4 separate regions of the Sus scrofa genome follow, and regions 2, 3 and 4 are each linked to region 1. A link is a contact called in public Hi-C and HiChIP or PLAC-seq data. All regions are on one chromosome and are shown on one strand. The core of a region is the stretch at or near the end of the contact, and the rest is flanking DNA. Distances in the headings are between cores, read along the strand shown. Region 1 holds the start of TCAIM (T-cell activation inhibitor, mitochondrial). Region 2 holds the start of TMEM42 (transmembrane protein 42). Region 3 holds the start of LOC100738134 (zinc finger protein 502). Region 4 holds the start of KIAA1143 (KIAA1143 ortholog).

What was found. A called contact is a pair of places that touch in the nucleus more often than the background predicts. HiChIP or PLAC-seq counts read pairs in DNA pulled down with a chosen protein or histone mark.
Region 2: a Hi-C map of liver shows a contact between it and region 1, with 4 times the contacts expected there. The contact joins the promoter of TMEM42 here to the promoter of TCAIM in region 1. A contact is called at or near these places in 2 of 5 promoter capture datasets (fetal liver and liver), 6 of 47 Hi-C or Micro-C datasets (alveolar macrophages, heart right ventricle, liver and 3 more) and 1 of 2 datasets of contacts at active chromatin or transcription factors (skeletal muscle).
Region 3: a contact with region 1 is called in a Hi-C map of skeletal muscle, with 6 times the contacts expected there. The contact joins the promoter of LOC100738134 here to the promoter of TCAIM in region 1. A contact is called at or near these places in 2 of 47 Hi-C or Micro-C datasets (heart right ventricle and skeletal muscle) and 1 of 2 datasets of contacts at active chromatin or transcription factors (alveolar macrophages).
Region 4: an H3K27ac HiChIP or PLAC-seq map of alveolar macrophages shows a contact between it and region 1. The contact joins the promoter of KIAA1143 here to the promoter of TCAIM in region 1. A contact is called at or near these places in 1 of 5 promoter capture datasets (liver), 2 of 47 Hi-C or Micro-C datasets (heart right ventricle and liver) and 2 of 2 datasets of contacts at active chromatin or transcription factors (alveolar macrophages and skeletal muscle).

The regions. Positions count from the first base shown.
Region 1 is chr13:27,643,905-27,650,189 of Sscrofa11.1, forward strand. TCAIM (T-cell activation inhibitor, mitochondrial) reads left to right here and starts at 4,166. Exons shown (of 12, transcript XM_021071724.1): 1 at 4,166-4,429. It overlaps TOPAZ1 (testis- and ovary-specific PAZ domain-containing protein 1), which reads left to right. Exons shown (of 24, transcript XM_021071723.1): 24 at 1-105. The coding sequence ends at 30.
Region 2 is chr13:28,042,599-28,049,005 of Sscrofa11.1, forward strand. It overlaps TMEM42 (transmembrane protein 42), which reads left to right and starts at 2,772. Exons shown (of 3, transcript XM_021071749.1): 1 at 2,772-3,014; 2 at 4,851-4,997. The coding sequence starts at 2,817.
Region 3 is chr13:27,928,832-27,936,041 of Sscrofa11.1, forward strand. It overlaps LOC100738134 (zinc finger protein 502), which reads left to right and starts at 2,058. Exons shown (of 3, transcript XM_021071740.1): 1 at 2,058-2,184. The coding sequence starts at 2,109.
Region 4 is chr13:27,962,339-27,968,925 of Sscrofa11.1, forward strand. It overlaps KIAA1143 (KIAA1143 ortholog), which reads right to left and starts at 4,193. Exons shown (of 3, transcript NM_001244174.1): 1 at 4,035-4,193. The coding sequence starts at 4,142. It overlaps KIF15 (kinesin-like protein KIF15), which reads left to right and starts at 4,248. Exons shown (of 35, transcript XM_021071746.1): 1 at 4,248-4,422. The coding sequence starts at 4,404.

The DNA of each region.
Region 1 (6,285 bases), core at 2,916-5,415:
GGAAAGGTTTGGCTTTTCAATAACCGTTAGTTATTAAAGACTTTTTTTTTAAGTTCAAGTAATCATTGTTGAAAATAAAAGGCAATAAAAATAGTTTTCACCATATTCAGCTTTTGTTCTTTATTGATTCATGGTAATTTAATAGTTTTCAAACACTACAAAAAATAATTTTTTTTTTTTTTTGGTCTTTTTGGGGCTGCACCTGCAGCATATAGAAGTTCCAGGTTAAGGGTCAAATCAGAGCTACAGCTGCAGGCCTACACCAGAGCCACAGCAATGTGGGAACCAAGTCGTATCTCTGACCTACACCACAGTTCACAGCAACGCCGGATCCTTAATCCACTGAATGAGGCCAGGGATTGAACCTGTGTGGGATTGAACCCATGTCCTCATGGATACTAACCGCATTCCTTACCACTGAGCCACAACAGGAACTCCATGAATCTTTTTTTTTTATTATACTTGATTTATAATGCTGTGCCAATTTCTGCTGAGTGACCCAGTCATACATATATATACATTCTTTTTCTCATTATCTTCCATCATGTTCTGTCACAAGAGATTAGATATATTTCCCTGTGGTATACTGTAGGACCTCATTGCTTATCCATTCTAAATGTAATAGTTTGCATCTACTAACCCCGGACTTCCAGTCCATCCCACTCCCTCCCCCTCCTCTTTGGCAGCCATAAGTCTGTTCTCCATGTCTGTCTCTTTCTGTTCTGTAGATAGGTTCACTTGTGCCACATTTTAGATTCCACCTGTAACTGATAGCGTATGGTATTTGTCTTTCTGACTTAACCTCACTTGATGTAAGAATCTCCAGTTGCATCCATTTTGCTGCAAATGGCATGATTTTGTTCTTTTTTATGGTTGAGTAGTATTCCATTGTGTATATATCCCATCTTAATCCATCTGTCAATGGATATTTAGGTCGCTTCCATGTCTTGGCTATTGTGAATAGTGCTACTATGAACATAGGGGTGCATATATCTTTTTGAATGAAAGTTTTGTTCAGGTATATGGCCAGGAATGGAATTGCTGGATCTTATGATAGTTCTATATTTAGTTTTCTGAGGAACCCCCAAACTGTTTTCCATAGTGGTTGTCCCAGTTTACATTCCCATCAACAGTATAGGAGAGTTCCCTTTTCTCCACCCCCTCTCAGCATTTGTTATTTATAGACTTATTAATGATGGCCATTCTGACCAGTGTGAGTTGGTACTTTATTGTAGTTTTTTTTGTGTGTGTGTGTGTGTGTGTGTGTCTTTTGTCTTTTGTCTTTTTTGTTGTTGTTGTTGTTGCTATTTCTTGGGCCGCTCCCGCGGCATATGGAGGTTCCCAGGCTAGGGCTTGAATCGGAGCTGTAGCCACCGGCCTACGCCAGAGCCACAGCAACGCGGGATCCGAGCCGCGTCTGCAACCTACACCACAGCTCACGGCAACGCCGGATCGTTAACCCACTGAGCAAGGGCAGGATCGAACCCACACCTCATGGTTCCTAGTCGGATTCGTTAACCACTGCGCACGACGGGAACTCCTATTGAAGTTTTGATTTTCATTTCTCTAATAATTAATGATGTGTCCGCTAGCCATCTGTATGTCTTCTTTGGAGAAATGTCTCTTTTGGTCTTCTGCCCATTTTTCTATTTGGTTGGGGTTGTTTCTCCCATTCTGTAGGTTGTCTTTTTGGTTTTTTGATGATTTCCTTTGTTGTGCAAAAGCCTGTTAGGTTTGATTAGGTCCCATTTGTTTATTTTTTTATTTCTATTGCTTTGGAGATGGACCTAAGAAAAGTATGGTTGATGTCAGAGAATGTTTTGCCTGTGTTCTCACCTAGGAGTTCTATGATGTCTTATGTTTAAGTCTTTCAGCCATTTTTTCGAGTTTATTTTTGTGCATGGTGTGAGGGTGCAAATACTAAAAATTTTAAGTTTTACCCAAACTGCAAGTGATTTTTCAAGTTTTGTTTTGTTTTGGCCGAGCCTGCAGCATATGGAAGTTCTGTGGCCAGAGATCAAAGCTGCACCACAGCAGTGACAACACCAGAGCCTTAACCCGCTGAGCCACCAGGGAACTCCAATTTTTCAAATTATTTTTTGACTTCTTTTTAAATTAGGTAAACCTAAGTATGGTGAATCCCAATAACCCAAACAATGGAAAATCACAAACTGAGTGTCATGAAGCATTTAATAAGAAGGAGACATATAGGCAAAAATATGCAAGCAGGTGTCTGGGGCTTTCAGAAAAACCTTTAGGGTTGTGAAGTAGATTTGATGAACACTCAGTCCAATCTCTAATGTCTATTCTACATTTGTAATCTAGAATAATAAAATAATATTGGAAATTGACTCACACAAACTAAAATTCCAGAGTACCTTCTGAGTTATACCAAAAATCTTTAATTATTCTTTGAAGTTTTCCTTTAGTGTATCTATTTCCTTTAGTATAATACTATCTGTATCTTGAAATTTTGTAATTTATGTATGTTACCTTAGGTATGACTAAAGAAATCAGTACTTTAAATATACCAGAACTTAACTATCCAAACAAAGATTGTACCTTTCAGACCGTCTTAGGAGGTTTAAACTTCTCTGAACCCATCTTCAGAAATCTGTAGCAGTCATTCTCAAGGTGATCATCCTCAGTCCTTAGCTTGATACATTAGATTTGATACTTTACACCATTATTTATTTATTTATTTAGGCCATGCCACAGCATGTGAAAGTTCCTGGGCCAAGGATCAAACTGTGCTGCAGTAGCAGCCTCTGAGCCATAGCTGCAGCAACACAGGATCCTTAACCCACTGCACCACAAGGGAAGTTCCTTTAAACCATAATTTTAAATCATTTAGAGAAAAACTCTGAATAAGATAATAAGTGTGACTAGCAGGACTAAACGTATTTCTTAAAGGAGTCCCAAAATAGGGTAATGGCAGCATGATTGGAATGAGTATAACCTCACAAGAATAAAAACGGTAAAGCCTAGCACTAGGCAGAATGCTCTGCTAAGATAAAATGTGGAATGGTGAATACACATGAATGGGATAGAGAGGCAGAAGGTGATGGTCAAGACAGTTCTCTAGTATGAACAAACTGGACTGCCATTACTAAAATTCAGAACCTAGGAAATAGTTTGGAGATTACCACAATCAGTTTGAGGTGACTTTGAGGGTGGAGAACAGTAAGTGGGCAATTATAATCTAGTTTTTTCTATGGCTGATAAGTGAAACCCAAAGAAAAGAATTAAAGAAATATGAGACTATTCAGATGCCAGTGGCATGGATGCATTTGAAAGGATGAAAATGCAAGAGATGACAAACAAGCTTTTAAAGTAAAAATGGGGTTGAATGGAACAGACCACAGGTTGCCCAGATTGTTTCTAATGAGAGGTCAGGAACTCTGAGGGCTGGAACAAATAGAGGTTTGGGGAGGGGGTGGTGTTTGCTTTTAAACCTCGGTCGACGGTGCCAAAAGAGAGAAAAGGAAAAAAAGCTCTAATTGTATTTGCCTTATTCTCTCTGTGGCAGTTTATGCGGGTAACCAAAGTCTTAAAAGCGAAGTACATGTAATATTAAAACCCCCAAGCTGATGGAGAGTGCTTAAGGTTTCAAAATACCCAGATATTGAAGGGGCCCGAGGTTAAAAAGAAAATGCAAACCGGAAAAAAAAATTTTTTTAATTAGCTATATTTATGGGAAAATGCCAAAGGGAATACTTTTAAGACACTTTTTGGTCTGAAGAAAAACTAAAAGCTAAAGGACATGCTTTTTAAGAACTTTAAAATCTGGAGCTTTCAAGTGAGAGCTGTAGTTAAGGCGCCAGCTCCTAACACAGTGTTGGCTGAAACGCCCAGGCAGCCTCCAGCCGTCCCAGGCGGCCAGGGTTGGGGGCACCCGGATCGGAGTGGGGGTGGGGTGGGTGGGGAGCAGAGCCGGCGCATGCGTGCGCGCTCTAGCCCCCCGCTCCAATCTCCCGGCTCCATCTCGCGTTCAATCGCACTTCTTTACACGCCCTCCGCGCAAAGACCTTCCGGCCACCTGCCGCCCAATCATCTTCCGACTCCCTCCCGCTTCGTCCTTCACATCTCTTAGAGCTCTCCAGTCGCACTTCTCAAAGCTTTCAGCGGAGCGCGCTGAGCCTCTTCCCGGCCGGAGGTAAGAAAACGGATCTGAGCTTCCAAGGCTGCGTGCAAGACAGGCGGTCACCTGGTTGTTGACGTCAGCGCGGGGCTGAGAGCCTCTAGGGTTTTAACCCGCGTCTCCTGCTACGCGCAGGCGCCCGAAAGGAAGACTTGGCATGCTTCGGCCAATGAGAGCGCGTTCTGCGACTCCTCTCTAGCCAGCCTCCGCAGCCGGCGCAGAAGGACGGGTGGAGCGGAACGCACCCAGCTGAGATTTCGAGGGCGGGAGGCCGAGAAAGCACTGCGGGTAGGGGCTTGTCAGAGTTTGTCTTCGGGCGGGTGGAGGACCAGGCCGGCAGCGCGCGCTCGTTGGTCCGCCCGGGGCCCCGGTGCGCATGCGCTCCCGCACGGCCCAGCACGGCCCAGCGCGCCGCCGCACACCCCTGCGGTAGGAGCGACTGTTCCTCTTGGTATGTGGTGGGAGGTGGAGCGGGTCGGTGGAAACTCTCTGGGCAGATCCGTGCCTGAACTGTTAAGGAGAAGGTGGGGAGGGACTCCGTTTGTGCCTTCAGGCTGTTGGGCGCAGGAGGGGGTGGGGGCGGCGTTGGGGGTGGGCTGCTCTTGGAGTCCCCAAGTTCCAGCTTTTGAACACAGGCAGTGCCAGGGGCCAGAGTACCCGCAACGCATCTGTTTTAACTTGTTTTGAAATGAGAAACCTAAGGTGATTTAGGTTTTATTTTTCCGTCTGTCATACTTCCCCGAAGTCTTTGACTTATCATAGGAATTGTTATTCAAATCTCATGGCAGATTTAGAAAAGGAATCTTAAAAACCTAAATACTTTGCTACAATTTATTAATTTCTCTAAAGGGCTTCCTGCTTTTACTTTTGCTTTTTCTTGGTCCTTTCACCTTCTCTAACAAGTATTAAACTGAAAAGCAACCAAAAATTGCCTGTTTTTCTCTCTCCTTAGAACTACTTTTTAAAACCTGACAAGATAGTTACTAAGTTTAAATGAGAGTAGCCTGAGGATATTAACTCTTTTAAAATAAGTTACTTTCAAATAAAAATGTGCCAAATGGCCACAGATCAGTTCTAGGACCTCCATTTGGTAAAAATGATTTCAGTCAAAAGTAATTTAAACAAAAGTTTTTTTCTGAACTACCCATAAGTTGGCTTTCCCACCAATTTAGTTATCTCTCTACCAAATTTGATTTGAAACCTAACAGGAAACTTGATGTCTCTCTATTAACAGCACAGAATTTAGGTTAAAATCAGAAATGTTCATCTTATGAAATAGAAGCTAGTATCACTATTAAGTGGATTACAGCAGCCATTTCCGATGGTTTTTAAAGGAATGTGGACCTTCTTGCCTTCCACTCTCCATCCAAAGTCTTCCAGAGCACCATTCTCTAAATGTAGCACCTGGGAGTTTCTTCTAATACTCTGTGCAAGGCTCTGTCATTTCATTTACTGTAGTGTTTTATAATTATCTGCTTGTGTCTGTTTTTTTCACTCCTGCCCTCTTTCCTATAGTGTAAATTTTTGGCGAGGTAGAGTGTCTTATTTTTCTGTTCCCAGTACTTGGAGAGAGCCTGGTACGTAAGTGCCTGGGTAAATGCCTGTTGATGGGTTGGGTGTCTTACCAAGTGTGGTGAGGACACGGGAACCGTTTTAGTTATTTTGTAACATGCCTGAGGCCTATTCCAAGTGGAAGGATGGATAGTGGTTATGTGGAATGTGGGCAAAAACTGTCCATGTAAGAAATTGAAGACCAGAATCTTGCAGTTGATCTGGGTGTCCCAGGCATTTGGATTTTGTCACTTGAAAATGGGAACACCCAACAGTGGGCCTTTTTTTTTTTTTTTTTTTTTTTTTGCTTTAGGGCTGCAGGTGCAGTATATGGAAGTTCCCAGTCCAGGGGTCAAATCGAGCTGCAACTGCAGCTCGCAGCAACATCAGATCCTTAACCCAAAAAGGGAGGCCAGGGATCGAACTTGCATCCTCACAGATACTAGTCCAGTTCGTTTCCCCTGAAGCCACAACAAGAACTCCAGCAGTGGGTCTTAAATCTGCTAATAGTAACTTGGTTTTCAGGGTAGCTGGTCCTGTAAGGAAAAGAACGCAGTTTTGAATCTTCTAGTCTTCTCAGCAATTACATTTCT
Region 2 (6,407 bases), core at 1,522-4,021, 400 kb after region 1:
TGAGATCCAAGCTGTGTCTACTACCTTCACCACAACCCACAGTAATGCTGGATCCTTGACCCACTGAGCAAGGCCTCATGGGTACTGGTTGGGTTTGTTACTGCTAAGCCACAACAGGAACTCCTCTCATTGCTTTTAAAATAAATATGGGGGAGTTCCCGTCGTCGCTCAGTGGTTAACGAATCCAACTAGGAACCATGAGGCTCAGTGGGTTAAGGATCCGGTGTTGCCGTGAGCTGTGGTGTAGGTTCGGCGGCTACAGCTCCGATTAGACCCCTAGCCTGGGAACCTCTATATGCCGTGGATGCAGCCCTAAAAAGACAAATAAATTAATTAATTAATGAATGAATAAATAAATAAATAAGGGATGAGGTATTCCTTCCCTTTCATACTCCCAGTTCAGGGTGCTCTAGTTAGCACCATGGTGATGTTAGCAACTTTTTAAATGTTACTTATCTTTTATCATCAAATCATAGTTTGTAAATCACACATTAGTAGCAAGGACATGAGCTGGTCACAATATCAGGCACTTTGGCAGGAACAAAGAAGGGAAACATGCATAACTTCTGTCTGTGGGAGCCCAGTTAGGCATGTGTGTGCTGAAGACAATGGTCAGTTACAACCTTAGTGTGGTCCCTGAGGCTGCAGCATTAGCACCATCTGGGAGTCTCCTAGAAATGCAGAACCTGAATCCAGCTCCAGATCTGAATTGGCATCTTCATTTTAACAAGATTGCTAGCAGGTGATAGGTGTGCACACAGGAGCTTTTGTCCAGGAGACAGGAATCACTTTCCAGCAGGGTTTCCAAGGATGGTATCAATTCAACCATCATCACCAGAACAAGACCTTGTGCTAGGCACTAGGGACCTAGGGAGGAAAGACATGTGCCCTTGCCCTCAAGGAGCTTGCAGGCTAACATGGAGTCAGATGTACAACCACGGGACTGTTGCAAAGAGAGCAAAGTCAAGTCAGCTTTACAGAGGAAGTGACTCTGAGAAGCTCAACATGTAGTGCTAATAGAGGCATCTTTTGTTCTAAGAAAACTCCTTATAAAGTATGCAGAATTGATCCAGTGCAAACTCTTAGGTGTAAAGTGAAACAAAGCCTAAAAAGGACAAAAAATCAGCATAGCCCAGCTAAATCCAGACTTGCAGACTCCTTATCGAACAGGCTCATGTAACAGAGTGAGTTCCCTAGAACAAAGATAGCCCCAAGGCTGCAGACTACATGGCTCAACAAAACGACCCCTGTCTATAAAAAAACCAAGCACTCCCTTACTGGGGGAGTTTGTCTTACTTGCTCAGAGCTCCCAACTGATTTGTTGGTTAATAAACTCTGCTTGCAATCTCATTACTCCAGCCTCTGCCTCCTTCCCCGCCATTCTAACAAATACCACTCGATTTCCCGTAGGTTTCAAGTTAACATAAGAGCTTTCCAAGGGATTGTCCTTGAGGTGGGGTTCACACGGCTTTGTTCAGTGGCATGATGCCTCTCAGCCTCGATTTTTTTCAGCTGTAAAATAGGACAGTTTATACCACATAGGAATTATCAGGGTTATCCATGTTTTTATTGGTGCCACAAAGCCACCTTGTGAGAGAAGATGGCAAGTAAGGACTGAATGGAAAAAAAGAGTGCCATGCAGTGTGAAATCATGTTTAGAAAAAAGGCCCCAGAGTTCCCGTTGTGGTGCAGTGGAAATGAATCTGACTAGTATCCATGAGGATGCGGGTTTGATCCCCAGCCTGCTCAGTGGGTCAGGAATCTGCCATTACTGTGAGCTATGGAGTAGGTCACAGATGCAGCTCAGATCAGTGCTGCTGTGGCTGTGCCAGCAGCTGATACTCCCAATTTCAACTCCTAGCCTGGGAACTTCCATATGCGGTGGGTGCGGGCCCTTGATAGAAAGAAAAGAAAAAAGAGAGACAGACAGACAGTCAGACAGACAGACCTTTCTAAATTTCCTAAAATAAGCATGTATCCATCCATGTGGACTATTTGATTTATCAGAAGCTGAAACGAGCCCGTCCTCTTGCTGAGTATGCAAGGTCTCTGGCGCCCTCTACCGAAGCATCTCCATATCTTGCAATTGTCCAACTAGAAGATGCAGGTCACTGTCCTGTTAAAATGCAGATTCTGGAGTTCCCATCATGGCAGAGCGGAAACGAATCCGACTCGAACCATGAGGTTGAGGGTTCGATCCCTAGCCTCCATCAGTGGTTCAAGGATCCAGCGTTGCAATGAGCTGTGGTGTAGGTTGCAGACACTGCTCGGATACTGCATCGCTGTTGCTGCAGTGTAGGCAGCCAGCTACAGCTCCGATTAGACCCCTAGCCTGGGAACCTGCATATGACATGGCTGCGGCCCTAAAGAGACCAAAAAAAAAAAAAAAACTCACAAACAAACAAACAAAAAAACACGCAGATTCTGAGTCTATGGGCTTGCAGCGGGGCCTGGTTAGGCTTTTGAAACAAATTCCAGGGAAGCCGATGCTGGACCACATCAAATGGCAAGGGTTGAAACTGCTAAGCCACGAAGAGTTATTCTACAACAGCAACCACAATACCACAGTCAGCCTTGGATATCGTTCCAACACTGCTCCTAGGTAAGACTAAACCTGACGGCGAAGGAGGATCATTGCTGGGAGAAGGCAGCCTGGGGTTCGGCCGGCGGCCCCGCCCCTCGACGCCTTTGCGGAGCCTCAATTGGCAACCCCATCACGTGAGCTTCTCATCACGTGAGGCCGCGGTCCAATCGCAGAGCACGTTCGACCTGGGTGGCTGACGTTGCTGGGGAGCGGAGAGAAGGAGGCGGGCACCATGGCCGTGGCCGGAGGGCCGCAGGTTGTGGGGAGCGGTGTGTGTGCTGCCTCGCACTCTAACGTCTCCGCCGGATTTCCTCCGCACCTGCAGGCCGGCGCGATGCGGCGCCGCTTCTGGGGAGTATTCAACTGCCTGTGCGCTGGAGCGTTCGGGGCTCTGGCCGCCGCCTCTGCCAAGCTGGCCTTCGGCAGCGAGGTTGAGCCCGGGACGCGGCTGAGGATGGCGGGCGGGTGGGGCGGGCGGATGAGGGACACTGCGGGGCTGCGGGGTGAGTTGGGGCTGGCGGCCCCTGGGGCTTCCTCACTTCTACTGGTTTGTTCGGCTCCGTCCGCGGCCAGGCTGTGCAATTATTAGTGACAGGAGAGCAACCTTCCACTGGAAGTCAAGCCCAACCCTCGTCCAATGTAGGTGGTAAGAGACGTCGGGGATTGAGGCCTGCTTCCCTTACCAGGGATGTAAAATCTCTCCTCCGATTGGGCTAGTTCGCTTTCGGGGGAAGATGCACACCTCCTACATCCACACTCTACATCTCATTTTAGGCCCTTTGTGCCTGAACATTTCTCTCCACGTGACTCATAAGGTGAGAAGCCTCTTGCCCATCTTTTTCCTCAGTAAGTAACGGGTGTTTGGCTGGTCTACACTGTTGCCAGGAAACTTGGGAGTTGGGACATCCTAGGCGTAAGGGAAGACAGAAACGTTCTGGACATTCTGCCAATGCTGAGAACTCCTCAGCTGCCTCCCGACGTCTGTTAAGGTGTACCTTTGCCTCTCCCATCCTAAGTCTTAGGCCAGCTTCTGCTTGTTGAGGAAGTTTCATTGCATCTGCAACGCAGCGTTAGGCCCTGACCTGGACAGTGGGCAGGCAGATTCTTTAGGTTTAAGCCTATTTAGGGCTCGTTCGGGGGAGAGGCCATGCTTGAAGTTGGTATCCTTTTGGGTGTTACTCTTGGATTGCTCCAAAGTAATCTGAGGAATGATGAGCCTTGAGGTTTTCTAGGCTTCTCAGTTGTGCACCAGACCGTTGTAAGTCAGTATTATATAGGACTGCACTGATGCATGTAGTGCTTCTGTGTAAATATACAGAGACACTCCCTCCTCAAGACACTGTATATTTAGCTACTGGAAAACTTATGAGAAAATAAGAGTCTCAGGTTTAGATGGGCACCATCCCCAGAGGAAGCAGTTCTGTCTGTAGGCTGGTTTATAACTCAAAACCAAGCAAAGGGTCTGCATATCTGATTATGTAGGAGGCTTCTAAAAATCCTCTCTTCCCTCAAGATTCTCCTTTAAAAAACAAAAAAGGCAAACAAATCTGCAAGTCCTGCAAGTGATGCATGGGATTACCAGTCAAACAGTCTCAGGTGGTGGTTTCCTAGGCACAGCTGTATCCTGTTTCAGAGCAGGGAGCCACACTGCCTAGGCTTGAAGCCTGGCAGTTCCCCGCTGCTGTGGCACTTTAGCCAAGTTACTAAATGTCTCAGATTATTTATCTGTAAAATGAAGTTAAGGAATAAATGAAAATGTACTTAAAACACTTAGCATATAACCTGGCATGGAGTAAAAGCTCAAAAATGCCCCATGAGAGTGGCCTAAGCGGGTTGTAGCTTGCACGGGATATGGGGAGGCATGACTAATACATGCTTTGCTTGATCCTAGGAAGTGAGGACTCTGCCCCTGATTTACTCATACCTCATACCAACTGATACTTGGCCCTCTGGAACTGAATGAACTTCAGGCATTGGTCCCTGTGAGGCCAGTAAGGGATTGGTGTTAGTGAAAAAAAAGTGGTTATGTATTAGCATTTTACTTCTGCCCAGGGTCACATGGCCAGTAAGATGGCCAGATATGTGTCTTCTCTGAGATGGTTTCAGCCATGAAATGGGTGTGCTGCTCACTGAGGGTTAAGTGAAGTCCTGTGCAGGAAAGCTCTGTGGACCCCCAGTCTGTGGAGGATCTTGTTAAGGGCACGGCTGCCAGTAAGCATGGCCCTGGGTGTGCTGGCCGTGGCTGCAGTGACACTTTCTCCTGCAGGTGAACGTGGCTTTCTGCATCTTAGGCATTATTATGATGGCTACCACCAATTCTCTGATGTGGACATTCTTTAGCCGGGGCCTCAGTTTCTCCATGTCTTCAGCCATTGCATCTGTCACGGTGACGTTTTCAAATATCCTCAGCTCGGTGAGTAACCTGAGCGTATGGTCCCTCTATCCTGGGTTCTGGGTGGGTTGTCCTTGGGATAACCTTGCCTTCCCAGATAGGAGAAGGGATAGGAACTGAAGTAGAGGTTGGGCTGTGGCTTCACCCTTGATGGCTCCTTCTCTAATCTCTCAAACTTGGAGGAATTCTCAAGTTAGATGGGGATGAAGTCTATCTGTAAAAAGCCTATTCACTCACTACTCCTCAGGGGTCTGTGAACTTGGACATGAGACATGTTGGGTTGAGGTTCTTCCAGGTGGGGCTGAGCCAATCAGCCCTGTGGTCAAGGCAGGGAGGACCAGGTAGGTCCTCTGTGTGCTGGGCATGGCTGCCGGCCTCCACTGGACTTTATTGTGCACTTTGACTTTAGGGCTGCGCCCGTGGCATATGGAGGTTCCCAGGCTAGGGAGTCAAACCAGAGCTGCAGCTGCCGGCCTATGCCACAGCCACAGCAAAACGGTATCTGAGCCGCATCTGTGATCTACACCACAGCTCTCAGCAATGCTGGATCCTTAACCCACTGAGCAAGGACAAGGATCAAACCCGCATCCTCATGGATACTAGTCCGGTTCCTAATCCACTCAACCACAGCGGGAACCCCTCTTGTGCACTTTGCCAAGGTCTGGTGCATGAAGAAGGTACCCTCCCCACTTCTACAGATGGGACTTGCCGAAGGTGACAGCTGGGTCTCATGCCCAAGACTTCCAGCCCCAGACCTGGGAGCAGGGAAAGCCAGGTGGTGAAAACCCACATGGTCGAGTCCTGCCTCACATGCCCACCCGACCTCACAGCTGTCTCTGTCCTGCAGGCCTTCCTGGGTTTTGTGTTGTACGGAGAGTGCCAGCAGGTCTTGTGGTGGGGAGGAGTGTTCCTCATCCTCTGCGGACTCACCCTCATCCACAGGGAGCTCCCACCAACCAGCAAAGCCCTTCCGCACAAGCAGCAGTAGCACCAGCGGGCTGGACAGAGCTGCTGGAAAGACAGTGGTGGCGACTCAGGCTTGGGTTGGCGTGTGGGGACAGCTGAGGGCGATCTGGGTGCACAGCCTTCCAACCCTTGGCCAAAGGGAGAGGCTTCCCGGGAGACAGACTTGTGTTGGAGCAGCCTTCCAGTGGGCAGCTCCAGCTTCTGTGAGGGGGAGTTCACCGCAGCGATGTCCTGCCCTGAAGCCTTCTCCATACACCTGCTCGGTGCTATTGACTCACCTTTCCCAGCCACCCAGTGCGCCCTGGCAGATGTGGGAGCCCCTGGGGTGAGCCAGCTTCCTCTTTGGACTTGAAATCCTGCCGTAACTGCAGTCCTGCTGCCCGACAAAGACCAGTCACGGAATTTTGGGATTGGTGACTGGTGGGGCTTTTGACAACTTAATACAGATTTATCAGGCCATCTGGG
Region 3 (7,210 bases), core at 808-3,307, 280 kb after region 1:
ACATTTGCCAATATCAGCTTTTCAGGAATAAAGATGCTATACCGGTCTTCATATAGTTTATTTGTCAATTGAGCAGAAAATTACACTAACAGCTAACACTTATCTAGCTAACACTTTACACACATATTTTTAATTCTAAAAACCTCACGATAAAATAGATACTATAGCATTAACCCATTCTACATATAGGAAAACTGAGGCACAGAGAGGTCAAATAACTGCTGGTGGTGGAGGCAGTCTGGCCCCAGTGCTATGCTGCTTCTTAAAAGAGAGGTGTTTCTTGGGTTTGCTCAAATCCCAATACAGTCTCATATTCCCCATCTAGAATATAAAGGTGACTCTATTTTTTTTTTGCTATATATTACTGTTTTTATTTTCTTCACCTTGTTCAGGTATTGAGACCAATGTTGAAAAGGAGGATTTGATTCTGGAGGAAACTGAAAAAATTATTCAGCAAACTCCAAGTTGAGATTCCAGAGGGCTGTACAGTGGGGAAGCCAGAGAAGGCGGAGGGCCAGCAGGGCAATCTGAAGAGTCTGCAGATGAGTAGATGAGGATAGACTTATTAATGACTTTTTTTCAATTGCAATTTTTAATTCAAAGGGAATACAATTCAGGAATTTATTGATTTAATGTATGTAGAATCTTTATATGATTGATGCTACAGATAGAGTTGTGCATAATCATTCTTCTTACCTCTTTGTTTTTCTTACCTCTTTTCAAGTACCTCTCTTGTGAATGAGTGTGTTTTCATTTTATTCTGAAAAAGTAGGCCCAATGCAAGACTGATGACTGATATATTTTTATTCCAGAGGGCATGTTATTCTACTTCCTTGCATGGTACATTTCTAATCTTGTTCCCTTTTCATCAAGGTGTACATGAAAGGGAAAAAAACTTTCTTGCCTGCAGCAAGAATCGCTATACATGTACTAAGTTCCGCAAGGCCTTCAGCCAGAGCTCCACTGTCATTGTGCACCTGAGAATTCACCAGGGGGAAGAGCCATGTGGGTGTTGGGGGAGTGTGGGAAGGCCTTCATGTGCGGCTCCCACTTGATCTAGCACCAGACAGTGCACAATGGGGTGAAGCCAGCCCTACTTGTGCCCCTGAGTGTGGCAAGGCCTGCAGCTGAAGCCTTTGCCTCCTGGTATCCTGTTGGAGCCACTCAGGCATGCAGTCCTATCCTTCTCCCCAGTGTGGGAAGGCCTTTGGCCAGAGCTCCCACCTCCTCTTCCACCAGACTGAGACAGGCTGGGATCTGGGATCCTTTGCTTCAGTGCTTGCCGCTGGACAAACATCTTCTGGAGCAACAAAATAAACTACAAGGGACTGAAAATAGTTGGGTGCATGCACACTTGGGGCAAATTATGGCAAGATAAAAAAAAGCAAAAACCCAACCGCCACCGGAGCAAAAGGGTATTGGGAGCAAAAGCAGGGTATTGCACAGGCACCCTGCACACACCACCACCAAAGGGGTGGGCAGCCCTCCTAAATCATCCCTCCTTCCCTATCCTGGATCAACCCTTGCCCTCACTCCATATAAGGAACCAGTTCAACCCCCCTTGGGGAGGGAGCAAAGGAACATGTAACTTGTTTTCCCTCCCTCCTACTGCTGCAGGTGCCCCAAATTAAGCCTTTCCTGCATTTCTTGTCTGGCTTATCAATTTCTATTGAATGGAAAGGTGGAGAACCCTGGCTGGTAACAGGACCACTCATGCCTGGAAGAAACACCAGCTGGTTTCCTTGGTCAGAGCCCATTGCTGAGGTCAAGGTTCTTAATCAGGAGCTTTTTTTAAAAAATAATAATCCCTTACTGATATGGCCCCTTCTGACCCCCACCTAGCACTCTTTCCAACCCTAACGCCCCCGTCTACAGTTTTCTTGTGGCATCAAGTGATCACTGTGTTCTGGGCCAAAGCGGTCTTTCATGGGACAGCGAGAATGCCACGTGGCTTGGAGAAAAAACAGTCAGGGATCGCCTTCTCTACGGTTGCCATAGAGATGCTCCTCCCAATTCCTAGAGAGGCAGTCACAGGCGGCTCTAGATGCGATCCACGGGGCCGCTGGTGACGCACTACCGGCCGCGCCACTGCTCTTACGGCCCGGCGGATGAGCCTGCGCCGTAGGTTTTCCTGTACGTCTGGAAGCCTGGTTGCCGCCCCGCGGGGAGCGCCCGGACCTCACGGTGAGCGGGCGGGGCCCAAGTGAGGGGAAAGTAGTGGCTCCTGGCCCGCCTCCACCGGGGCGATGGGCACAGGCTTGTGTAGGAAGCCCACCAGGACGTTGTTCTCCCCGGATTGCTGCCTCTGCCGGCGGCCTGACCTGTCTTGCAGCTTCATCCCTGCACTCTCCAGGCCTGGCACAGAGGACACGCCTAAGGATGGTGGAGTGAATGAATGAATGAATGAATGTTGATTGAGTGGGGGATAAATGATCAAGAGCTAGGACCCATGTTCGAAACGAAATCCCGGCAGCCATAGTTCTTCTGAATACCAGCCACTTCCCTCAGCTGCAGCTCAAACTGACTTAAGAGGAGAAGGCAAATAGTGTAAAGAGCACTGGCTAGGAAGTCTGGAGACCTGGGTTATAATTCCCCAGGGTACAGAGGCGATTTCTTCATCTCTAAAGTTGGACTGTCACTGCCTTCTTTTCTCTACAAAGCTCAGTTCATGGCATGTACATGTTAGCACTTATGAAAACGTTAATGTCTAACAGAAAAAATTTACTATCCATTACTTGCCAAATATTACATATAATTTAGAGGTGGGAATACAAAGTGAGTGACCTCGGAGCCTTGCCAAATGGGAAGAGGCTTCCATTGTAGTGTTAGAACATAGATATGTCAGCAGATTTCTGTGATAATTTAAGCCACTTTTATTTGTCACTTACCATGTACCAGGCACTGTTTGAAGCAGTTGTGTACTAACTAGTTTTTAATGAGGAAATTGAGGTGCGGAGAGACTAGATGGCTTATACAAGGACACATTGCAGCTAAGTGACCCAAGGCAGGAAAAGATGCAGCAGCCTGGATGAGTTCATTACCTAGGGCCGACAGGCAAGTCAAGAAGGGCTTCAGGAGTTCCCACTGTGGCTCAGCAGGTTAAGAACCCGACCTAGTATCTATGAGAATGCAGATTCAATTCTTGGCTTTGCTAAGTGGGTTAAGGATCAAGCATTGCCCCAAGCTGCGTAAGTTGCGCAGATGCAACTAGGATCTGATGTTGATGTGGCTGCGGCTTAGGCAGGCAGCTGCAGCTCCAATACAGCCCCTGGTCCGGGAACTTGCATTTGCCGCGGGTGTGGTCCTAAAAAGAAAAAAAAGAAAGAAAATGATAATTGTAAAAAAAAAGAAAGACTTCAGAGAAGGTACATTTAAGTGTGGTCTTATTGAAAGAATTGTGGTTTCATATTTTTGAAGAACCCCACCTGACTCTTCTAGAATCCATCAGCAAATTCTAGAGGGGTAGGGCAGTGGCAGCAGGGTGAAAACTTACAAGACATGAGAAGGAAACTGGATCCCTGTTAGTTTTAGCAAGATGAGGGTGGAAATATATATACACACACACACACACACACATACACATGCATACGTACACATACATACACATCCCTTTCCATAATACCTATTTCCTCCAGTGTAGATTCAGATAGGTCCTTTTAGCATTTTAAAATCACCAACAGATTATTCCACTTTATGCATTTGTGGAAGCACCTGTACATTTCCCTTCTGTGTAACTTAAAGGCCAAGGTGTCAGCAAACTAAGGCTCTTGGTCTATATTTGGTCTACCACCCGTTTTTGTAAAAGAAATTTTTTTTTTGTCTTTTTGCTATTTCTTTAGGCCGCTCCCGCGGCATATGGAGGTTCCCAGGCTAGGGGTTGAATCGGAGCTGTAGCCACTGGCCTACACCAGAGCCACAGCAACGTGGGATCCGAGCTGCGTCTGCAGCTCACGGCAATGCTGGATCATTAACCCACTGAGCAAGGGCAGGGACCGAACCCGCAACCTCATGGTTCCTAGTCAGATTCGTTAACCACTGCGCCACGACGCAACTCCTGTAAAAGAAATTTTATTAAAACACACAGCCAAGATCACTTGTTTACACATTGTGTAGTTCTGTTTTTGAACTATAGAGGCATAGTTTGCTAACTTTTGGCATAGGCGAACAACTCAGATGATCTAAGACTAGAAAAGACTGGTAGTCACCAACCTGTCCTCCAATATAATGATGCCTAACCCCTGTTGACTCCCCGCTATGTGGCAGATACCTTTATAAATGCTTATGTGAATTAACTCATTTAGTCAAGAGTTTCACAGAACCTTGGAGCTAGAAGGACTCATGGGTATTATCTAATTTGTCCCTTTTTTCAGATAACTTGTCACAATAGGCCTGCTCATTGTAGGCTGTGGTAGAGCAAAATTTTCTGATTCCCAGTCCAGTCCATTTTTCCACTTTGATCTTAATCTGAATGGGAAACCTGTACTGTATTCATTAGATGTGGCATTTAAATTTTTTTTTCCTTTTTGTGTTTAAACCCATGAGCCAGATCTCTCATTTTAAAATATTTTTCTGACTATAAAAGTAATTTATGTTTATTGTAGAAAAAATGAAATATGTAGAAAGATGTTAAAGACAAAGTAACTCATTAAATGACCAGTTGTTGACATTTTGGTGGGTTTTTCTCTGTCCTTTATTATGTGGGTGTTTTGTTTATATCTGTATATTAATAATAGTTTCCATTTACTGAATGCTTATTCAGTACTGGTACATATGTGCATATTTTTTGTTTTAGTATTTCGTAGTCTCCTGTTTTAACACAATGTATTTTCTCATGAATATTCTTGGAAAATATGACTCATAATCTATTATATTGGTATGCCTTTTTTTACAATTAATAATAATAACGTGATCTTTGTACATAAACTTCTGTGCTCATCTCTGATTATATTTTTTTCACTTTTTTTCTCAGATTACAGAGTTATTTATTTTTACAGAAAACTTCCTTTTTTTTTTTTGCTTTTTAGGGCCATACCCATGGCATATGGAAATTCCCAGGCTAGGGGTCCAATAGGAGCTGCCAGCCTACACCACAGCTATAGCAATGTGGGATCTGAGCCATGTCTGCAACTTACACCACAACTCATGGCAATGCCAGATCCTTAACCCACTGAGCGAGGCCAGAGATTGAGCTAGCAATCTCATGGTTCCTAGTCGGATTTGTTTCCACTGTGCCACGACAGGAACTCCATTACAAGAAGACTTTCAAACATTACAATAAGAAATGCCTTAAAACAAAAGTTTAACGTAGTCTTTTTCCTCAGAGATGATTGAGGCTAGAAATTTGATAGATATTCTGAGTGATTTAAGTTAATTTTTTAAAAATAAGGTAAAATATGGAGTTCCCGTCGTGACGCAGTGGTTAACGACTCCGACTAGGAACCATGAGGTTGCGGGTTCGATCCCTGCCCTTGTTCAGTGGGTTAACGATCCGGCGTTGCCGTGATCTGTGGTGTAGGTTGCAGATGCGGCTCGGATCCTGCGTCGCTGTGGCTCTGTTGCAGGCCAGCAGCTATAGCTCCGATTAGACCTCTAGCCTGGGAACCTCCATATGCCACAGGAGTGGCCCAAGAAATGGCAAAAAGACAAAAAAAAAAAAAAAAGTAAAATGTAAATAATTGAAATTTAGAAAATAGGAGAATCGTTCATAATTCATATCGTCATAGTGATGATTAATTTTCCTTCTTGGTTTTATTCAAATACATATTTTAGTATACATATATGATGTTAGGATGTAGTCGAAATTTTATTATCCCATGTTTCTTTCTTTCTTTTCTTTTTTTTTAATTTTTTGTCTTTTCTAGGGCTGCTCCTGCGGCATATGGAGGTTCCCAGGCTAGGGGTCTAATCGGAGCCATAGCCACCAGCCTACACCAGAGCCACAGCAACACGGGATCCAAGCTGCGTCTGCAACCGACACCATAGCTCAGGGCAACGCTGGATCCTTAACCCACTGAGCAAGGCCAGGGATCGAACCTGCAACCTCATGGTTTCTAGTCGGATTTGTTAACCACTGTGCCACAACGGGAACTCCTTTTCTTCCTTTTTAAAATTATTTATTTATTTTTTTTTTAACGGCTGCGCCTGTGGCATATGGAAGTTCCTGGGCTAGGGGTTGAATTAGAGCTGTATATGCAACCTATGCTGCATATTGCGGCAATGCTGGATCTTTAACCCACTGAGCAAGGCCAGGGATTGAACCGACATCCTCATGGACACTGTGTTGGGTTCTTAACCCACTGAGCCACAACGAGAGCTGTATTTTTTCCACTCGCATATAAGTATTTTTCCACATTGTTGTGTATTTTCATCTTCCATTATCTGATATCTATAATAGTTTCCATCTAGTGGAAGTACCAAGATTTGCTATGACTTGCTACCTTGTTAAGCTTCAGTGTCCATCAATAGAAATGCTGTGTTTTCCAACATACCAGGGTTTTTTTTTTTTTTTTAAACAGGTAACAAAATAATTCAGTTTGGTTCCCTGTCCCACCCCACCCCAAAAGTTCTTTTTTTGTGGAAAAGTTCTTAGAGTAGAATTAATAAGTTAAATAATACAGGCATCTTTATGACCTACTGATGTCTTTGAGGATCTTCTAAGATACACTGAAGTGGTATATGTCATAGAGATTGAGAATTTTATTTTCTGAGTTCTTCTGTCCTCAAAGCAGTGATCATGGTGTCCCAACAGCAACTCAGCCTACAACTTTAAGACCTAGTATATATCGTTAGATTGCCTCTAGAAAGGTAAAACCAGTTTACATTTCCACTAGTGGGATATGAGAAGCTCTTTCCCTGCACATTTGCCAGTTTTGAGTTTTAGCATTCAAAGGAAATTATCCAACTTGATATGAACATTGAGTCTTCATTCTTTCAGTTCCCATTTCTTTGTTTTTTCTTTTTTTTAGGGGGGCACATGTAGAAATGCCCAGGCTAGGGATCCAATCAGAGCTACAGCTACCGGCCTACACCACAGCTATAGCATCTTGGGATCTGAGCCACATCTGCAACCTATACCACAGCTCATGGCAATGCTGGATCCTTAACCCACAGAGCGAGGCCAGGGATCAAACCCTTCCTCATGCATACTAGTTGGGTTTGTTACTGCCGAGCCACAATGGGAATTCCAGTTCTCATTTCTTTGATCACTACT
Region 4 (6,587 bases), core at 2,943-5,442, 320 kb after region 1:
CTTGTGCACAGGAGCTCCACAGGACTGGGGGAAACGAGACCCCATTCTTAAAAGGCACACACAGACTTTCATGTGCACTGGGTCCCAGGGCAAAGCAAAGTCTTCATAGGAATCTGGGTCAAACCTGACTGCAGTTCTTGGAGGACCTCCTGGGAAAACAGGGGTGAATGTGGCTTGTTGTGGGGGAAGGACATTGAAAGCAATGCTCTTGGGAATATTCAGCAGCATGCCTTTCTCTGGAGGTGGCCATTTTGGGAAGATCTGGCATCACCCATCAGCACTGAGAAGCCCCAGGCCAAACAACAATCCAGGAGGGATCACAGCCCTGCCCATCAGTAATCAGGCTGCGTAAAGACCCCCCAGGCACACAACCACCTCTAATCTCATCCAGAGACAAAGCCCCACCCACCAGAGGGATAGGAATCAGCTCCACCTACCAGTGGGCAGGCACCAGTCCCTCCCATCAGGAAGCCTACAGCAAGCACACCACCCCCCCAACTTCAGCCACAAGGGAGGCAGGCACCAGAAGTAAGCCCTACAACTCTATTATCTGGTCACCACACCAAAAACCTAAAATGAAAAGACAGAACTATAACTCAGATGAGGGAGGAAAAAAAACCCAGAAAACAGCTAAGTGATCAGGAGATTCTCAGCCTCCAGGAAAAAGACTTTAGACTGTTGATGCTGAAGATGATATAAGACATCAGAAATACACTGGAGGCAAAGATGGATAATTTACAGGAAACACTGAGCAAAGAGATACAAGATATAAAACTTAGACAAGAAGAGATGCAAAATACAATAACTGAAATAAAAAATTCATTAGAAGCAGCCAATAGCAGAATACAGGAGGCAGAAGAACGAGTAAGTGGAGGACAGATTAGTGGAAATTATGGATGTGGAACATCAAAGAGAAAAAAGATTGAAAACAAATGAAGAGTCTCAGAGAACTCTGGGACAACATTAAACGCACCAACATCCGTATTATAGGGGTGCCAGAAGGAGAAGAGAGAGAGAAGGGGACAGAAAAAATATTTCAAGAAATAATAGCCAAAAACTTCCCTCACATGGGAAAGGAACCACTCACTCAAATCCAGGAAGCACAACGAGTACCATATAAATTAAACCAAAGGAGGAACACCCTGAGACACATATTAATCAAACTGACCAAAATTAAAGACAGAAACTATTGAAAGCAGCTAGGGGAAAGAAATAACATACAAGGGCACCCCGATAAGGTTATCGGCAGATTTTTCAGCAGAAACTGCAGGCCAGAAGGAAGTGGCATGATATACTTAACATGATGAAAGGGAAAAACCTACAACCAAGATTACTTTACTCAGTAAGGCTCTCATTCAGATTTGAAGGAGAAATCAAAAGCTTCACAGATAAGCAAAAGCTAAGAGAATTCAGCAACACTAATCCAGCTTTACAGCAAATACTAAAGGAACTTCTCTAGGCAGAAAAGAAAAGGCCACACCCAGAAACAAAAATACCACAAATGACAAGGCTCACCAGGAAAGGTATATATATCAAAGATAGGAAATCATCCACAATTATACCACCAAAATCAGAAATAGAAGAGGAGGGTACAAATGTGGGACACTGGAGTTGCACTTGCAATTAAGAGACCAACAACTTAAAACAATCTCGTATATATATAGACTCATATCAAAACTTCACAGTAACTGCAAACTAAAACTCTTCATCAACCCTTCCATCTCTTCTCAAAGTGTGACAGGAAATAAACACAACCAAAGCAAAGAAAAGCAGCAAGTAAAAGGTCCTCTTACTTCTGTTCATCTCTCTTCCTTTCCAGCAGCTTGTCTGGAAAATAAAAATATGGAGGTATTGGGGAGTTCCCTATTGGTCTAGTGGTTAGGATTTGTAGCTTGCACCACTGTAGCCTGGGTTTGATCTCTGGTCTGGGAACCAAGATCCCACATCAACCTGCTGCATGCTGTGCCCCACCCCCACTCCCAAAAAAGGTGGTTCCACAAACACAGGAACAGAGATTAGCTCTCTACAGAAAGGTCTCTTGATTAAATGTGTAGGCCAAAATCACTGATATTAATTGGAACAGTTTCCTGCCACAGGCCTCCTAAGTTAGCATGCCAAGCTATAACCTTCAAGGTGTTCACTGCACTCACCTGATCATCACTAGGACCAGAAGCAAGCTATAAGCTTATGTCTCATATTCTCATTGCTGAATCCATGTCCCTCTTCTCAAAACATATCCTCTTTGTCATCCTCACTGTTTTTGGTTCTAGGGACCAGTCACTCCCCGTTATGTTATCTCTAACCAAACATGGTTCCTTGTTGCCGACTAAATAGTCCATATAGCTTTAGCTCCATCAGTCCCTCAATCACTTCTACACATTCTATGACCCATCATATCTACACCTTTACCCATGTTGTTCCTTCCATCTCTACTTACTGACCTACTCATACGCAAGATTCAATTTAAATATCCCCTCCTCAATGATGCCTCACCTGATGAAAAACACAGTCATCTAACTAATTTAACTTTTCATCCACTGCTTGGTGCCAGGCATTGAACCAGAAAAAGAAAGCAATTAAAATACTAACATAGAGTGTTCAATTTAGGGGTTGAGATACACAGGAGAGCAAGTAGTTGCAAGGTGAAATGATGAGTACTGCAGATAAGATACAGATAGAGTGAAGAGAAGAACAGAGAAGGACTAACTGGGGGAGGTTTAAAGAACTTCATGGAGGTGACCTGTGAAGGCAGAGGTAAGGCTGGCAGGCAGGTATTAAAGAACATGGCATTTTGGAGAGATCCATCTTTGTCAGAGCCTGATACAGTGCCTGGGTTTAGCACATACTTATTGGATTAACTGCACTTAAGTCAATAATTTTTTGGGGGGTCACACCCACATGCCTAAGTTCCAGGGCCAGGAGTTGGATCTGAGAGGCTGCAGTGACAATCAGCAACTACAGTGACAACGTCGGATCCTTAACCTCCTGAGCCACAAGAGAACTCCTTTAGTCAATGTTGTGTCCTTATACTAAATGACTGGTGTCTAAATAATTTGGATCGTAGTGCAACTGTTAGACAAAATATTAAGTAAATTCTTTATTTCTCTACACATGCCCTTAGCATAATAGTCTCTATTTAAAAAGATAGGACAGGGGAGTTCCCGTCGTGGCGCAGTGGTTAACGAATCCGAATAGGAACCATGAGGTTGCGGGTTCGGTCCCTGCCCCAGCTCAGTGGGTTAACGATCCGGCGTTGCTGTGAGCCGTGGTGTAGGTTGCAGACGCGGCTCGGATCCCCGCGTTGTTGTGGCTCTGGCGTAGGCCGGTGGCTACAGCTCCGATTTGACCCCTAGCCTGGGAACCTCCATATGCCGCCGGAGCGGCCCAAGAAATAGCAAAAAAGACCAAAAAAAAAAAAAAAAAAAAAAAAACAGTAAAAAATATAAGACAGGTGGTTTTGATGTGAATTCGTTCTGGCAGAAGCTGACTCCCACGGATCCCCATTCCTAAATTATTCAAGTGTGGCTCCTTGAACTCCTCTTCTACTCAGATTCAGGTTATTCAAGGCTTTGCTTACTTTTTTGTTGGTAACAACAAAGCCTAGGAATAGATCTAGGGCATTCCTCCAAAGATGTTCCAGACTTAAGACGTAGAATATAGGATCATTTGAACCAGTGGCCTGTTTCTTTATCTGGAAAATGAGACGACGCTACCAGCCACTCTGCTAACTACAGGTTTTGGAATAAGCAAGAGAAAATGAAGAGGCAGTAAAATGATCTTTCTTTTCTATCTACCAAGGACGAGGCGGTTTATCTGCGTCGAGTCATTTTCAAGAACACAGAAGCACTGTGTAAACGACAAACACCTTCTTGGGCGCACGAGGCTGTAGTTGTTTCAAGAAGACTAGACTGGGGTCCGAGCACACTGGTATCGGGGGCCAGACACCAGTGGGAGTATCTGGCCTAGTTGAGGTAGAAAACGGAAGTGGCGGGGCGGGCCGCGTTTCTAAGGTAACGCGACTGGCCCGGGCTCACCTTCGTCTCTATGGTGGGCCCTTCCCTGTAGCCGACTCGTTCCTTGAAGCGGGCCAGGAAAGCCGGTTCGGCTGGCCGCACGTAGGACACCTGGTTCCGCTTGCTCATGGCTGCTCTGAAGAAAAACAGACTCTCCCGGCCCCTTGAAACTGTAGCGAGGTGACGGCGCCTACTCATGACATCACATCGGCCCCGCCCCCCGGGCCGTAGGCCGGGCAACATGGCGGCCTTCGTATTGGCGTCAACGTCCGACCTGAGCGCCAAATTCAAATTCGCGGCCATCTTGAGTGGGCGGAATCCCATCGGGCTGCGCTGCTAGAGTTGAGGGCGCTTGCTTCCACCGTCTCGGCATCGAGGGGTGAGAGTACCATGGCGCCAGGTTGCAAAAGTAAGTGAGGAGCCTCGACCTCTTAATCCCCTCCCCCCGCCTCCAAATGCAAGGTTTTCTGCTGGGCGTGAAGGGCAGGAGCGGACTGAGTGCCAAGGGGTGTTTGGAAACTGTCTCTCCAAGACAATGTTCTGATGGAACAGCTTTCTTCGCTTCCATCTATGTCCTGGGCGCACGCTACGACCCAGATGCAGTTCTAGGCGGTGGGGCTGAGGTGAGAACCTAAACCGAGAGCCCTCATCCAGGCGGTTGGCTTTTAAGCGACTGCTAGTCCTTCCTTTCCGTACTCCGTCCTGTCCTTTCGTCGCAGAGGCTGCCTCTCCAGGTATCCTCACCTGAGGGTGGGCCCAAGCTCTCACCACCTTCTGCGTGTTTCCACAGTACTGACTTTCCTGAAGGGGTGAACTTAATATTTGTTCCAAGCATGTACTTTTAGGAGGGTCCGCTGTGGGCTCTCCTTAGATGAGGGACTTTTAAAGCAGACTTAAGTAGTATCTTCTTATGTTCTCACTATCCCTTTTTTCTTCTCAAGGGGACCCTTTTAGTTTCTTCCTTTTTCTCATGATGGGAGCCTGTCACTTGCTTTTTATAAAACCCTTCAATTTTCACTAATTTTTGGTCCTTTGCTGTTCGTATGTAAATGCCCCCACCCCTTACATGACCTAAGCCTTTAAGGAGTCTTTTGTTTTTTGTTTGTTTTGTTTCGTTTTCTAGGGCGCTTCCTTCGGCACATGGAGGTTCCCAGGCTAGGGGTCTAATCGGAGCTGTAGCCGCCGGCCTACGCCAGAGCCACAGCAACTTGGGATCCAAGCCCCATCTGCAACCTACACCACAGCTGACGGCAACACGGGATCCTTAACCCGTTGAGCAAGGTCAGGGATACGAACCGAAACCTCATGGTTCCTATTCGGATTCGTTAACCACTGTGCCATGACGGGAACTCCAGGAGTCTTTTGTTTTTTAAAGCTGGTTTTGAACTGATTTGATGAATCTCAGGGAATGGTGGAATGGAAATGAGGTGATGCCTATGTTAGAAGATTGAACAAATTGTGAACTTTTGGTGGTATTTGAGCCTTACAGTAACATTAATGCCTCTCTCTAGCTGTCTATTGTTGTTGTTGTTTTCTGCTGTCTAGGGGCGCACCCGGCGGCTCATGGAGGTTCCCAGGCTGGGGGTCCAATTGGAGCTGTAGCCGCTGGACTACACCACAGCCCCAACAACTCAGGATTCGACTTGAATCCGCGGTGTACATCCATCCACACCACCTCCAGATCCCCAAACTACTGAGGGAGGCCAGGGATGGAACCGACAACCTCATGGTTCCTAGTCGGACTCGTTTCTGCCATGCCAGGACGGGAACTCCTGTGATTCTTTTCTGATGTGTTGCCTCACTAACTTTTTGGGTCAGTCACACCATCACCTGAGCACCTCAGCTCTCTTTTTCCATGTAAAATGTTCCTTTTCTATCTGCCGTTGCCAAGCTGTGGTGTAGGTCCCAGACTCCGCTGGGATTCTGCATTGTTGTGGCTGTGATGTAGGCCGGCAGCTGTAGCTCCGATTAGACCCTTAGTCTCCCGACTTCCACATGCTGCAGGTGCGGCCCTAAAAAGCAAAATAAATAAATAAATAAATAAAATAAAATGTTCCTCTCCCTCCACTGTTTTCTGAATTTTGAAAATATTAGCACACACACTGTTATATTATTGGACCAAAATGTTCATCGTGCTTTCTGGGCGCAATTACAGTACTTGCTCGTTGCAGGGTAAATCTGGATTCAAACAGGAGAATTGATGCCTGTGATATAATTAGAGCATCTGTTTATTTAATGGAAGTGACATGTATATGAATGAGACTGTCTATCAAAGGATTCTGTCATGTTTATCTACATCGCTTTTTAGAAGGAATGGAAACAAGGGTATTCACATCTCCTCTTTATGATGGTGGTGATTTCCATGGGAAACTTTCCCACTCCTTTAAATTTGCTAGCAAAGTTGAGGTTGATGATTTCCCTATGGGTTCTGCTGTGGGAACAATTGATTAGTTTTGGCTGTTCTTTTAAAACAATAATTTTTAAATGGAGGTATAGTTGATTTACAATATGTTAATTTTTGCTCTACAGCAAAGTGATTCAGTTATACATAGAATATATACATTCTTTTTTTAA